Linked DNA regions of Mus musculus: regions 2 and 3 are each linked to region 1. The links are chromatin contacts, called in public promoter capture Hi-C maps. All regions are on one chromosome and are shown on one strand. Each heading gives the region's core, a stretch centred on a gene start, on an enhancer-like site or on the middle of the called end of the contact. The rest is flanking DNA. Distances are from core to core; before and after follow the strand shown. Region 1 overlaps Heatr1 (HEAT repeat containing 1). Region 2 has its middle 8.8 kb from the start of Mtr. Region 3 overlaps Actn2 (actinin alpha 2).

Region 1 (4,602 bases), core at 1,027-3,526:
TATATTTTAAATAAATAAATAAAAACAAGAATATTTTCTATATCTCTATGTAGTAGGGGTGCAATCATCACTGACTGAATGCACAGGTCAGAGGACAACTTTGAGGGGTTAGTTTTCTCCTTTTGCTATGTGGGGACTGGAATTAAATTTAAGTCATAAGGCTTGGTGGCAAGTGCCTTTATCCTTGTCACCATCTCCCCTATAGAATGAACTATTTAAGTAAATTATGTTATCTCTATACAATCAAGTGCAAGATTGTATACCACACTTCCTCACAGAGTAAGATGTCTAAAATGTATTAAGAAGTTAAATGTGACCTGTTGTACCTGGAGATGCAGTAGATGCCAGCTTTTGTTTATACTGTGTATTCTGAGAAGAAAGCATCGCAGAGCCTATGTAAAGAGCTTGAGTCTGCAGCTCTGACTTCACAGTGCAGTTAAGTGGATTTGAAAGGCTAGAACCATAGGTCCACAAAACACAAAAGAACTTGAACAACTGCAGAACATCTTGTAGATGTACCTAATGAAAAGAAAGCAAAAACAAACAAAAGAAAACAAAGTGAGGTCTAGTTCTTACTCAGATATGCTGTCCCTGGACCTTTTCACTACTGTACAATAACCACACAGGAATGAGTTGATGAATCACTTCTTCAATATTCCGAACTCCAACCTGTTAGGACGGATGTCGCTGAAGAATGACATTCAAGAAGCCTCACTCTAACTTTGCAGTTGAAAATACTGAACAACAACAACAAAAAAAGACAGGCGCATTAGCTAAAGGTCAAGACTAAAGTGGGACCTGGAAAGCTACACTAAAAGCTCTCGAAGGAGTTAGAGATGGCGACAATGCTGAAAGACACAGAAAGAGTAAGTCAGACAAGGACAAGAACACGCTGCTTGCATCATGGAGGCAGTAAAGCCCACAGAAGCTTCGTGAGTGACACTGCATCTCCTAACCACCATCTCTGAACACTCAGCCAGTTTACTCATCTATAAAGGATATTCAAAACAAAAACAGACTGAGTTGTTTTGATTTTTAAACACAACAGCTCATCAATAGGGATGCTGCAATGCTACTCTATACTCAACATGCTACCTGGCTGTAAGTACTAGACTGCTCTCGAGGGCATGTTTATCAGCACACATTGTTCACTGCCGCAAAATATACTTTATTATTAGGCTTTAGTACTAAAATAACCTACACTACCTATAGCAGAAATGCCTGTGAGGAGTGAGCCAAGTACCTTCATTATAAGCCTAATCAGAACCCTGAAATGCATGGCATCAGAAACCTCCAGCAGCATCTCAAAGATACCAATGAGCAGGTGCAGGTAGTGTCTGCTGTCTTCATCTAGCTGCTCGGGATTCCACCACATGGCACCTGAGGGGACAAGGGGGAGCTTGTCATTCAAGTGAAGGTGAACCGTGTATGGTGTTAGGAACGCAGTACCGCATCACACTGAAGACTCATGACCATGCCTTACCTGTAGGAAAAGATTTTGGAGCCTTCATTGCAAAAATAAAACATTTCATGGAAAATACAAGTAAAATGGCGTCCTCCATGACAACCCTCTGGGCACCGTGGAGCTCCTGCACGTAACGCACCCACAGCTCCTCCGGCAATCCTCTGTTCAACATCAGTTCCAGGTGCCACTCTGAGGGGATTTCCTGAAACATGAATGGAAACAGAAGCTAGCTCATCCTCAGAGTTCCAAACAGGTGCTCTATGACTGCAACGGATACGCACTCCTAGTCGGGAGTGTCACACTGGTGTGTGTGTGCATGTGTGTGTGTGTGTGTGTGTGTGTGTGTGTGTGTGTGTGTGTGTGTGTGTGTGCATGTGTGTGGACACAGTGCTACAGCTGAAAAGATACATTCCTCATAAAGGGCATTAATAGAGCAATGTGAAACAACCTGCTGCCTACACTGAACAAAACACACCACTCTACACTGCTGGCCCGGAGGACAAGCACAGCTCCAGTTACTGTACCTCATAAAAAAGTCAGTCAGACGTTAAGAGAGGCTCACTGGAGCCACTTTTTAAAGTCTAAAGAAGCATGCTAATTTCACATAATTTTAGTTAACAATGGCTACAGCTAGAATTTATAAAACTCCTGAGAGTATACATAAATATGAGTTGTAATTCTCTTAGAAAATCCTGTAATGAGCAGCCCTTTGAAGTTTAGAAGATAAATAAAAGAAAAATACTGATGCAAACAGCGGTATTAAAACAAAAGCTTGCTACCTCAAAATGGGACACTAGGAACTTTAGTAACACTGTCCAGGACAACAGTGGGCCAGAGACATCTGAACCTACTGGAATACTCAATGATTTTAAATATCTACGATATTCTTTCAATAAATACTAGGACAAGTTTTGTGTGGACGTGAATCAGTGGAGTAGATAGGAAGGAAACCTGGATTATGCGCTGATAAAACAGCAGAAGAGTCCAACCCTCAGAACCCTGTGATTCAAGTACACTTCCTGGAAAAGCACGAGAGTGCTTTGTCTTGATACCCACGGCTAACATTCTGACCAGCACTTCCCACTTCCCCAACCAGAGCCAGACCTCTGGGCCTCAGTTTAGCTGTGACCATCAGACCACAGTGTTATTTTACCCAACACCCAACTTCCTGCAGACACCGCACTCCTTACCACAGCAGTGATGACGCTTTTGAGCTTCCTTATCTTTTTCTGCAATAAACTGAACACTCTTAGAGCAAACGGGAAGCAGGTTTCTTGGAAGGATGAGCAGCAAGAGATCAGCACAGACACAGTCACGTGAAACGCCACTTTCTGCTTCAGGCTGTAAGACTCCTTTTCCCCAGCACAGACTAGATCTTCGACCTTGAGAAATAAGCACCCTCTATTACTAGTTAGTCAGTCTTCTATCTCAGGCCTACCTAGGTACTGTGTATAAAGTAAGACGACAGAAAGATCAGTAAACACTGATTGCTAAGCCATGATACAAACTTAGAAATTAAAATGGACAAAATTACACTTGACAAGTTTATGCATTTAACCCACAGACCTAAGAATACAAACAACAAAAATCAGTAAGTCAGACACCTAATACCATTAAAAGGTTTACTAAAGTATTTTCTTTTAATTTCATTTTGCTATGTTAACAATGAAAAGACTTCAATAGTCTAAATATAAATAGGAAAAATGAGATTAAAAAGAACAAAGTATTCTCACTAGTCCAAAAGTGATATAAAATATTAAGGACTTCAGATAATCTGTCCAACATGCTAAGTTAGCCACAGGTGGTTTATACAAGCTTATAATCCCAGCACTTGGGAGGTTAAGGCAGGAGGATCAGAAATTCATCCTGGGCTACACAGTAAGTTCCAGGCCAGCTTGAGCTATAACTCTCAGCCATGGCCCCAAAGGAATACACAAAATTACTCTTGTATTTGTTTAAAGCAAAACAGGGTGTAAGAAAGGAACAGCAGCAAAACTTCAGAAAAGAAGCCACGTAGAGCAGAAGTGGGAGCCTAATAAGCCTGAGGAGCAGAAGGCGGAGTGGAGGGGAGGGGTGGCAACATACCAGCTTCAACACTGTAGAGCGCTCTCCTAAACTTAAATTGCTGCCCAGCAGCTGAACCATCTTCTGGTTTCCTACACCAATTATTTCTCTTGATTTTCTGCTTTTAATAACATTTTCAAGAGCTGTAAAAAAAAAGGTTTGAATACTATATCACTGTATCACTGGCATCCACATAAAGTATTGGGGAAAAGTAAGACATTTAGATAAAATATTTACTAGTTCTCTACCAAGGCTTGCCTTTTATTTTTACTTTTAATCTAATTTCAAATTTTCTTATCTTCTCTATAAAATTTATATCTGTTTTATAAAGTTGTTCCAGGCCAGCTTGAGTTATAACTCTCAGCCATGGTCTCAAAGGAATAAATAAAATTCCCTTTGTATTTGATTAAAGCAAAACAGCTTTTAAGAATGGAACAACAACAACAACAACAAAAAATAATAAGAAAAGAGGGCTGATGAGATGGCTCAGGGGGTCAGAGCACTGACTGACTGCTCTTCCAAAGGTCATGAGTTCAAATCCCAGCAACCACATGGTGGCTCACAACCAACTGTAAAGAGATCTGATGCCCTCTTCTGGTACATCTGGCGATGGCTACAGTGTACTTATTTACGATAATAAATAAATCTTAAAAACAAAAAAAAAGAATGGAACAACAGCAAAAAGTGAGGAGGGGAAAAGCCTTGTAGAACAGAAGTGGGCGTTTAACTATGACTTTAACAACTGACTTTCTTACCTTCTTTCCAGCCTCTTAATAGAGGATGCAGAGAACAAATTCCTGATTTTGACAAATGTATAGCAATTTTCATATCAGGAGACTCTATATCATTACTAGTAATAACCATAAAAGGCAGCAACTGGACAACCACCTGATTTGCCAACTGGTCATTTTTACTTAGTATCTCTTCTTTAATTAGTATGTTTGCTGCTAGCTCAAGCACCCTGAACCTGGAAGACATGAAAGTACCTTTGATTCAGACACATGTTCAAGTCAGCAGAATTCATTATTATACTGTTCTGGATCAACTGGTGACAGGTTGTCTAGTCTCCTAGA
Region 2 (4,602 bases), core at 663-3,162, 150 kb after region 1:
AGAGAGACTGGGTGAGGGAAGGGCTAAGAAGAAAGGTCAGTCTATAAAGTGCTTGTCCTGTAAAGACGGCTCAGTAGTAAAGGCGTTTGCCGAAAACTCTAACAACCTGCCTTTGATCCCTGGATCCCGTGTAGCAGAAGGAGAGAACGGCAAGCAAGTTTTCCTCTGGCTTCCGCATGCATACGCGCACATGCACCTGTACATACGTGACCATGCACACCATCAGAGGGTTTTTTTCTTTGCGGCTCATTCTTTCCCAGCCTAAGTCAGGCAGAAGCAGCGTCAATGTGTGTGATGTAGTGGTCCTTTTCCCATGGGTCTCTTTCTGAATTTTTAGCTACGTGAAATGAAAGGGTAGGTTGGTTTGTTTCTTTGACTAAGTCAGCCGGTTGGCTTACATATGGTGAAAACGGGGCGGTCTGGGGCAGAAGTGAGTGCAAGTGTGAAAATCGAAACATTCAGGATTCATGACTGGGGAAGCAATGACTCATTGGTACTCTGAAGGTCTAGTGAGGGTTTGATGTTTAAAATACATCTCCATGCCTTTATATTTATGTAGTTATCTTTGGGAGGACACATTTGGGGAGGACATGATTGGGATTCTAGCACGGTTTTTTTTTTCCTTGCTTATCCTAAGATCAGCAGGACCTACCTATAAGTGATATCATTAGTGAAATTAAACATTAGGAGATGGGCCTGCAAGTGGGAAACAAATTCCTCAATACATTTTTTTCTTGAGAGTGTTTCTCTGTGTAGCCCAGGCTAGCTTCAAACTGACAATCTCCTGCCTCAGCTTCCTAATTATGGGAAGACTATGGGTATATGTCAGTATGGCCCCCTTTTAATAATCAAAACAAAAAAAAATTTTTTTGAGAGTGTAATATAGCCCAGGTTGGCTTTGAACTCCTGCTCCTCCTGCCTCTTCCCCACAAGTGCTGGGATTACAGTGTGTCCCCAGTCAGACTCATTACAATCTGAAAATTATTTATTCCATTGTTACATTTTAACTTATTGTGTATGCATGTGGCCATGCGATGATGTGTGTGGAGGTCAGAGGACAACTTCTGGGAGCTGGGTCTGTCCTTGTACCACGTGAGTCCCAGGGAGCCAACTCTGGTTGTCACGTGGCCTTTACTTCCTGACCCTGCCTGCTCACCTGCCTTAATATTTTTGGATAATTAATTTTTTTACTTTAATTATGTAAATGTGTGCTTTTGTTTGGGTATGTGTCCCTGCACAAGTGTAGGCACATGAGAAAGTCAGAGGTATTGGATCTTCTGGAAGTTGAGTCACCGGCAGTTTTGGGCACAGGACACAGATGCTGGGAACCGAACTCTGGTCTTCTGAAAAGGCAGTCAGTCTCCTAAACTTCTGAGCCATCTCCTTGGACCTCATTAATGTTTTTGGTTGGTTGGGTTTTTTTGTTTGTTTGGTTGGTTTTTTTTTTTTTCGAGACAGGGTTTCTCTGTATAACTCTGGCTGTCCTGGAACTCACTTTGTAGACCAGGCTGGCCTTGAACTCAGAAATCCGCCTGCCTCTGCCTCCCGAGTGCTGGGATTAAAGGCGTGCACCACCACGCCTGGCTCATTAATGTTTTTGAAGTGGAGTTTTCAGTCATCTCTTTATAGGACTGGACAGTCGGGTTTGGTGTGGGGGGTGAGTGTCCCTGGAACGTGAAGTAACAGGGAAGCAAGTTTAGTTGCCAGAGATGGAGGTGGAGTCAAGAAGAAAAATGAGGTTTCTGTTATTGTCTCTTGATTCCCTGTGGAGCTTTTTGTAGAAGTTGCAGAGAGACAGCTCTAAGTGCTTTGTTCTTTAATAAGGGGCTGAGCATGGCTGTTCCCAGCGAGACAAGAAGGCTGTATAGCCTCTGGCACTAGGTGGAGCTCTCCCATGCCTTAGCATGCAGAGGGCAGCCTTCTCCACACAGGAGGTAAGGTCTCTTTGCACGCCTTTGCTGCATTCCTCCTGGGAGTCAATAGTACTGGAGGTCAGAATGTCACCTCTTGGATGGGACAGTGATTCATGGCTCTGTCTGGGTCAAGTCCCTGTGCTCCCACTTGGTGCGTTGGTCTGGTGAATGTGTGTTACTTTTCCATTCCTGTTTTCCAAACCTCTATTACACCCACCCACCCACCCACCCACACACACACACACACACTTCACTCCAACCCCCACCCCACTCCCACCCCCAATCCACCCCCAGAGTTTCCATCCTGCAGACAGCTTGCAGTAAACAAAGTAAAAACACCTGTTAAATGTTGGTCCATAACGATCAGAAAGCTAGCTATAAACAAACAAAAACAATTGCTAATTGCAATTAAAGTGTGACTAGAGAGGGAACAATGTGTCTGCTAACTGCTTCTATTTCCGCTAAGTTCCTGCCACCAGCTGGAAATTTGTTCTTTTCCATTTACCAGGGTTTGCTGCTAGCCTTACTGACCTTTCACCTTGGCCCACTTTCTTAATTTGCTTCATAATTATTAAGTAGTTGACAGTTTGAAAAGTCTCTGAAATACTTGGGCCTTGAGTTTAATACCATGTGCTTTGGGGTGGGGGTGGGGTGAGCTTTTGACTGTTGTATTTGAAGCAGGTGCTATGCTCCAACTGGAATTGTGAAGGAGAATCCAGGAAGTCATTCCTTTTAACTAGGAACTTGTGTTTTAGGGTGGCCATGGGCAACTCATCTCTCTGAAAAATTTTAATCTCTCTATAATATTCAGCAAGAGGTTGGATCAGTACTATCTAATGATATGGGAGATAGGGAAATAAGCCATGGAAAACAATAAAAGTATTTATACTGTCATCCTACAAGTTGTTTTTATTTCTGATCATGAGTTAACAAAGTTGCCAAAAACAGTCAGTCTCTCTCTCTCTCAAATCATTTTAAAGGATAAGCAGGCAATTTGGTTAGCTATAAGCAAACATCTCATACTTGAAAACATTCAGTTGGTGTTGTATTTGCCTCCCTGAAAGAGTCAGAGACTGGTGGGTGATGTGGCTCAGTTGGTAGAGTGTCTTGTAGTGTCTTAGGGTTTCTATTTCTGCACAAGCATCATGACCAAGAAGCAGTTGGGGAGGAAAGGGTTTATTCAGCTTACACTTCCACACTGCTGTTCATCACCAATGGAAGTCAGGACTGGAACTCAAGCAGGTCACAAAGCAGGAGCTGATGCAGAGGCCATGGAGGGATGTTCCTTACTGGCTTGCTTCCCCTGGCTTGCTTAGTTTGCTTTCTGATAGAACCCAAGACTGCCAGCCCAGGGATGGCACCACCCACAATGGGTCCTCCCTCCTTGATCACTAATTGAGAAAATGCCTTGCAGCTGGATCTCATGAAGGTGTTTCCTCAAGGGAGGCTCCTTTCTCAGTGATCAGTCCCAGCTTGTGTCAAGTTGACACACAAACCCAGCCAGGACACTTAGAATACACAAAGCCCTGTGTTCCCAGCCACAACAATGTGTAAGTCAGGTCTGGTGGCAGATGCCTATAATCTCAGTATTGTGTGGGTAAAAGCAGGTGGGCCAGAAGTTCAAGGTTGTCTTTACCTACATAAGGAGTTCCAGGATGGCTTGGGTTACACGAATGAGACTCTGCCTCAAAAAGAAAGAAAGAATCAAAAAGGAAGGATGGGGTGGGGGAAACTTGTATGTAATGTGTGGTACATGGGCGATGGGGAATTGGAACTGACCCACTTCAGGGTGAGTGGTACACAATTTAAGAGGAATGTTTAAACAGCAGGTCAGTTCAGAATTCTCAGGAGATACATATTTGTTAATTGTGTATATGCCCAGTTCTTACTTCCAGGTTTCACAGTATGATGGCCTAGGCTATGACTAGGACATCTGTGTTTTTATGAACTCCACAGGCATATTATCTAACTCCCAAGTGAGGGCCTGTGGCTTAGAGGAAGGGTCATTTGATAATCAACATTCGCAGAAATTGGAAAAGCCCTCGCTGAGGAGGTTAATAGGAACAACAGGAGTGGCCAGGCCAGGTCTTTGTGTCATCTCTGCCATTATAAAAATGCTTAGCCATAGCCAGGCAAGATGGCTCATACACCAGCACTTGGGTGGTAGAGAGTCAGGAGGATTAGAAGTCCAATGTCATCCTTAAGGAGTCAGGCTGTCTGGGTCTATGTGAGTCCCTGTTCCCACCACAGCAGCTCAGGCTTCTCCACTGCAAAAACAAAAGTGCAGAAGAAATGCTTGGGAGGTCACCAAGGCACCCGGGTAACTCCTTTTGTATGGCGAGGAAAGGTCTGGAAGGGAAGCCATGGAGGCAGATGGATAGGAAGTGAGTCATTGTGGACCTGTGCAAGACAAGCCTAGAGGAGGAAGAAGACTCACAGTGGTTGCTCAGGAGGCAGAAAGTCCCTGGGAATACTCAGCATGAGCTGTGAAATGGTATTATGGTCAGAACTAATGAAAAAGAATTGATTTCAGGACAGGGAAGACTAAGAAGAGGTTCAGAGGCGAAGAGGACATAGCATTTGTTACCTTTTCTCCAGGCTCCGCCCCACAGTTACCTGGCAACAGCCAGTTGTGCCTGACTCACTATAAAAGGGGCTACTGGCCCCTCCTCGCTCTCTTCTCTTTTCC
Region 3 (4,602 bases), core at 1,022-3,521, 130 kb after region 1:
CGGTCATGTGCTCTGAAATAACAGGCCATCATGAAGGACAGTCAGGGCAGAAACTCAAGCAGGGGAGAAACCTGGAGACAGGAACTGAGGCCGAGGCCACAGAGGAGTGCTGCCCACTGTTCTCCTCCTGGCTTGCTCAGTTTGTTTCCTTCCCTTTAAATTTCTTTCTTCTTATTAGTATGAGCTTTTCTTTTATGCGTGAGTGTTTGGTTTGTGTATATGTGTGTATGTGTACTGCTTACATACTTGGTAACCATGACAAGTGGAAGAGGGCACTGGATCCCCTGGAAACAGGAGTCAGGAATGGTTGTAAACAACCATGTGGGCACTGGGATTTGAACCTAGGTCCTTTGTAAGAGTGACAAGTGCTCTTAATGACTAAGCTATCTCTTCAGCCTCTAAGTGGTTGTTTTTGTTTGTTTGTTTTGTTTTGTTTTTAATGTATCCCAGAATCACTACCTACAATGGGCTGGGCCCTCCCACATCAGTTGTTAATCAAGGAAGTACAGCTGGACAATGGACATACACACTTTTCTCCCAGCACTTTAGAGGCAGAGGCAGGTGGATCTCTGCGTTTGAGGCTAGCTTGATCTATAGAGTGAGTTCCAGGACAGCCATCCATGACTATACACACACACACACACACACACACACACTACCCTGTCTCAGACAAACAACAACAAAACAAATAAGAAAGCAAGCAAGCAAATGAAAGCGTCCTCCAGGCTTGCCCACAGCCCAGTCTTCTAGAGCCATTCATTGACTGAGGTTGCTCTCTCCTCTTAGATGACTCTAGGTTGTGTCAAGTTGACATGATAACAGGCAGAGCCTTAGTTAGGGTTTCATCGCTGTGAAGAGACACACTCGTATAAAGGTAAACATTTAATTGGGGCTGCCTTACAGTTTCAAAGGTTCAGTCCATTATCATCATGGCAGGAAGTAAGGCAGAGTGCAGGCAGACATGGTGCTGAAGGAGCTGAGAGTTCTACATCTTGATTATCAGGTAGCAGAAGGGGACTGTCTCCCGCAGGCAGCCCGGAGGAGGCTCTGTTTCACACTAGGCAGAACTTGAACACTAGGAGACCTCAAAGCCCACCTACACAGTGACACACTTCCTCCAACAAGGCCACTCCCCCTAAAAATGCTACTTCCCATGGGCCAAGTATATTTGAACCACCATAGCCAACAAACCCAGAGTAGAACCAGAGTTGAGTCTGACCCTCTAAAGTCCACCCTTTGTAACTCACTTACACCACAGTGCTCCACTTTCTTCAAATCCATGCAACTAGCCAGGGACCAAGCATTCAAAACATGAGGCCACAAGGGACATATCAGATGGAAACATCCAGAAATTTCTGGGCAAGGCTTGTAGGTTACAGGTCTACTGCCTTGCCACTTTATATCAGCATAGCATAGTTGCCTAGGGGGCAGTTGCTGGATTTGTTTTTTGGTTTATACACAAAGTAGACATAAGATCCAAGCCAACTTTGGTTACGTGAAAAGCGTGTGTTTGTAGATAGCCGGTGGCTGCTCTTAAGGACTGGACGAGCTCTAACGAGGTGACAGGGAGCTTCTGTCGCTCTCAGAATGTTCTGGAAGAACACTCAGCTAACACTCAGATGTATTTGCTCTGCTCAGCAAAAGAAACAGCAAAGTCAGTAAACACAGGCGAGTGTATGAAAAAAGAAAAAGCAGAGGGTCTCTGAGCTAGAGCGTAACGGTTCCCGATGCTCCTCCTGACGGCCTGAGGTCAATCCCCAGGACCCACACGGCACAAGGAGAGGACTGACAGCCTCACACTTGTAAGTTGTCCTCTGACCTCTGTGCACTTAGTGCGGCACACACACACACACACGCGCACATTTATAAATAAATAAATAAATAAATAAATAAATAAATAAATAAATAAAACTGAAGCCCCAAGGAAGTGGTTTTCAGGGGAGCAGGGCACTTCTGGAAAGTTCTCTAATCTCAGGCTGTTTTCAGAGAAGCCTGGTACACATGTCTTCTGATCTCCACAGTTCCTGCTCTCCTCTAAAACCTGGCAGGGTGGTTACTTTTTAAGCAGGACTCAGACATTTACCCCCGAGATGAGGTTAAGTTTTACTCAAGCTTTTTGTTTTGTGTTGTTCTTTCTTTCTACCACACTGGTGGCATCCAACAGTCCAAAGAGTCGTTGTCCATAAATGGAAGAGCTCCAGCCTGCCCAGTTTTAGAAGCCTTTCTGTGCTGGGTGATGTCACAGCCTTCTCCTGGATGGGTCACTCAGAAGGCAGCAAGCTGCATGCCCTTCTAGAGGCGCCAAGGACACAGAACCCTGCAAGTGGACACCTCCTTCCCTGTGACTCATTTTAATGTTCCAGCCACCTGGGTCAGATAGTTGGCTCCCCTTGTTGTTTCCATTTAAAAGTCATGCTCTCAGGAGGCCTCAGAGGACACAGGAAGAGAAAGTGAGCCAGAGGCATTAAGAAGACAGTGCCATTTTGAAAACTGTTGACTTAACAGGATTTGTATTAATTCTTATAATTTGTTCCAAGCGATACTATTTTCACTGGGGACAATTCAGGAAACCCTGAAATGCCCTACCAGTTTTCAGTGGCCTTCGTATTTTGTGTATGTGTATGTGGGGGGGGTAGGGGTCGGGAATCCCTGAAGTGATGTGGAGGCCAGAGGTTAGAGGCCAGTCTCAAGTGTCTTCAGCAGGTCACTCTCTGCATTTTTAAAAAATGATATAGAATTTCCTAATGGGCAAGAGCTTGAATGATTCAGCTCTGCTGGCTGCCTGCTGGGCCCCAGGGATCCCCTTGTCTGGGTCAAGGAGTAATTAAATTAGCACATCTGTGGCAGTCAGAAGACAATATTAATATTAGGGATTAAATTCACCTGTCAAGCTTGGTGGCAGGTTATCTTAGTGGTTGCTCTCACTAGCCTCCCTCTGGGTTTTCTACTGGATCTTTAAAAAAAAAAAAAAAAAGGCATGGGGATGGGGACTGGATAATAGGAGATGGCTGCCACTTGAGGACATAAGTTCAATCCCCCAGAACCCATGTTTAAAACCCCGGTACAGATGCTGGGGAGCTGACGCAGTGGCTAAGAGTGCTTCATGACCTACCTTGCTGAGGACACGGGTTTTCAGTTTTCAGAATCCATGTTAGGCGGCTTACAACTGTCTATAACCCCTGCTCCAGGGATCCGTCATCCTCTTCTGACCTCTACAGGCACGCGTGCACACGCACACACTAAAATATATATTAATGAGCATGATGGTATGTTCTTTTCATTTCAGCTCCGGGGAGACAGGTACAGGTAGATGCTTAGCGCTCGATAGGAGACAGCTTAGCTGAATAATGCAAAGCCCTGGCTACTAGAAGACTCTATCTCAAAAAAAAAAAAAAAAAAAAAAAGTTGGGAGTTTAATGGAGTTTAATGACTGACAGAAATACCCAGGGTTTACCTATGGTCTCCAAGTGCACGTGCACATATATGAGTGTACATTTGTTCACACATACATTTGTATACACGTGTGTGTGTGTGTGTGTGTGTGTGTACACACGCATGCGTACACAGACACACACACACATCTCTTCCCTGTTTATTTCCAGCTTGTGTCCATTTCCCTCACACCATTTGGGAGGATTCATCTTTCTTTCTTGCTTTCCACAGTGAACTGGACTATCACGATGCTGTGAACGTCAATGATCGGTGCCAGAAAATTTGCGACCAGTGGGATAGATTGGGGACGCTCACCCAGAAGAGGAGGGAGGCCTTGGAGGTGAGAGCCTTGAGCGCTTCTTGCCTTGAAAACTCCTACAGAGGCTCCATAGTTGAATCAGTGGTGTTAATTGTGTTTCTCCGTGACTCATGTGGAAACAACCAAACGTTATCCAGTAAACGGGAATGTTAAAAGTGGGAATCACGGGACCAGGTGTAGCTTTGCACTGTAACAAGTTAGCAGCAAAACATACTTTTCAGTTTTAAAATGTTGGGGGATCCTGGTCTGAGCCCTGTTTGTTAAGAAGCAATCATGGTAAATTTCCCAAAGTCCTTTTGAAAAATTGTAAAGACTCATGTATGATCTTTTTTTTTTTTAAAAAGATTTATTTATTGATTATATGTAAGTACACTGTAGCTGTCTTCAGACACTCCAGAAGAGGGCATCAGATTTCATTAGGGATGGTTGTGAGCCACCATGTGGTTGCTGGGATTTGAACTCTGGACCTTCGGAAGAGCAATCGGGTGCTCTTACCCACTGAGCCATCTCACCAGCCCTCACGTATGATCTTTAATTTATGTACATGAGCGCTTTGCCTGCACGTATGCCTGTGTGCCACTCCTGTGCCTGGCACCTCTGCAGAACAAAAGAAGGCATCTTATCTTCTGGATTGGAGTTACAGATAGTTGTGAGCCATCAATTGTGCTTGGAATCGAGCTCAGGTCCCCTGGAAAGAACAGTCTGAACTCAACCTCTGACCATCTCTCTGGGCCCGTTAGAGTTCTTCTGTGCCAATAGCTGACTCAGGGCATCAGGCCCAATTTGGGATGTGTACCTGGGAAATGGCAACAGATATGGTAGGAAAAAAAATGCTACAAAGTAAGTCAGAG

Evidence for each region. Capture Hi-C pulls out chosen DNA fragments and counts their contacts.
Region 2: a contact with region 1 is called in a promoter capture Hi-C map of adipose tissue. The contact joins two enhancer-like sites. A contact is called at or near these places in 3 of 484 Hi-C or Micro-C datasets (LSK cells, granulocyte-monocyte progenitors and group 2 innate lymphoid cells), 6 of 115 datasets of contacts at active chromatin or transcription factors (acute myeloid leukemia, embryonic limb bud, embryonic stem cells and 2 more) and 3 of 9 other capture datasets (adipose tissue, liver and pancreatic islet).
Region 3: a promoter capture Hi-C map of adipose tissue shows a contact between it and region 1. The contact joins two enhancer-like sites. A contact is called at or near these places in 2 of 115 datasets of contacts at active chromatin or transcription factors (embryonic stem cells and microglia) and 4 of 9 other capture datasets (adipose tissue, embryonic stem cells, liver and 1 more).

The regions. Positions count from the first base shown.
Region 1 is chr13:12,410,290-12,414,891 of GRCm38.p6, reverse strand. Heatr1 (HEAT repeat containing 1) reads right to left here. Exons shown (of 45, transcript NM_144835.4): 15 at 4,285-4,496; 16 at 3,551-3,672; 17 at 2,656-2,847; 18 at 1,484-1,667; 19 at 1,244-1,380; 20 at 327-519. Among named protein-coding and RNA genes, the nearest start is that of Heatr1, 17 kb to the right of the region's middle. Within about 2 kb of position 2,276, at least 86 of the 459 cell types and tissues checked have an H3K27ac peak or open chromatin away from gene starts, as enhancers often do. A contact at or near this core is called in adipose tissue, where this site is marked.
Region 2 is chr13:12,264,626-12,269,227 of GRCm38.p6, reverse strand. No RefSeq gene overlaps it. Among named protein-coding and RNA genes, the nearest start is that of Mtr, 8.8 kb to the right of the region's middle. Within about 2 kb of position 1,912, at least 8 of the 459 cell types and tissues checked have an H3K27ac peak or open chromatin away from gene starts, as enhancers often do. A contact at or near this core is called in adipose tissue, where this site is marked.
Region 3 is chr13:12,281,685-12,286,286 of GRCm38.p6, reverse strand. It overlaps Actn2 (actinin alpha 2), which reads left to right. Exons shown (of 21, transcript NM_033268.4): 13 at 3,664-3,772. Among named protein-coding and RNA genes, the nearest start is that of Gm40667, 26 kb to the left of the region's middle. Within about 2 kb of position 2,271, at least 13 of the 459 cell types and tissues checked have an H3K27ac peak or open chromatin away from gene starts, as enhancers often do. A contact at or near this core is called in adipose tissue, where this site is marked.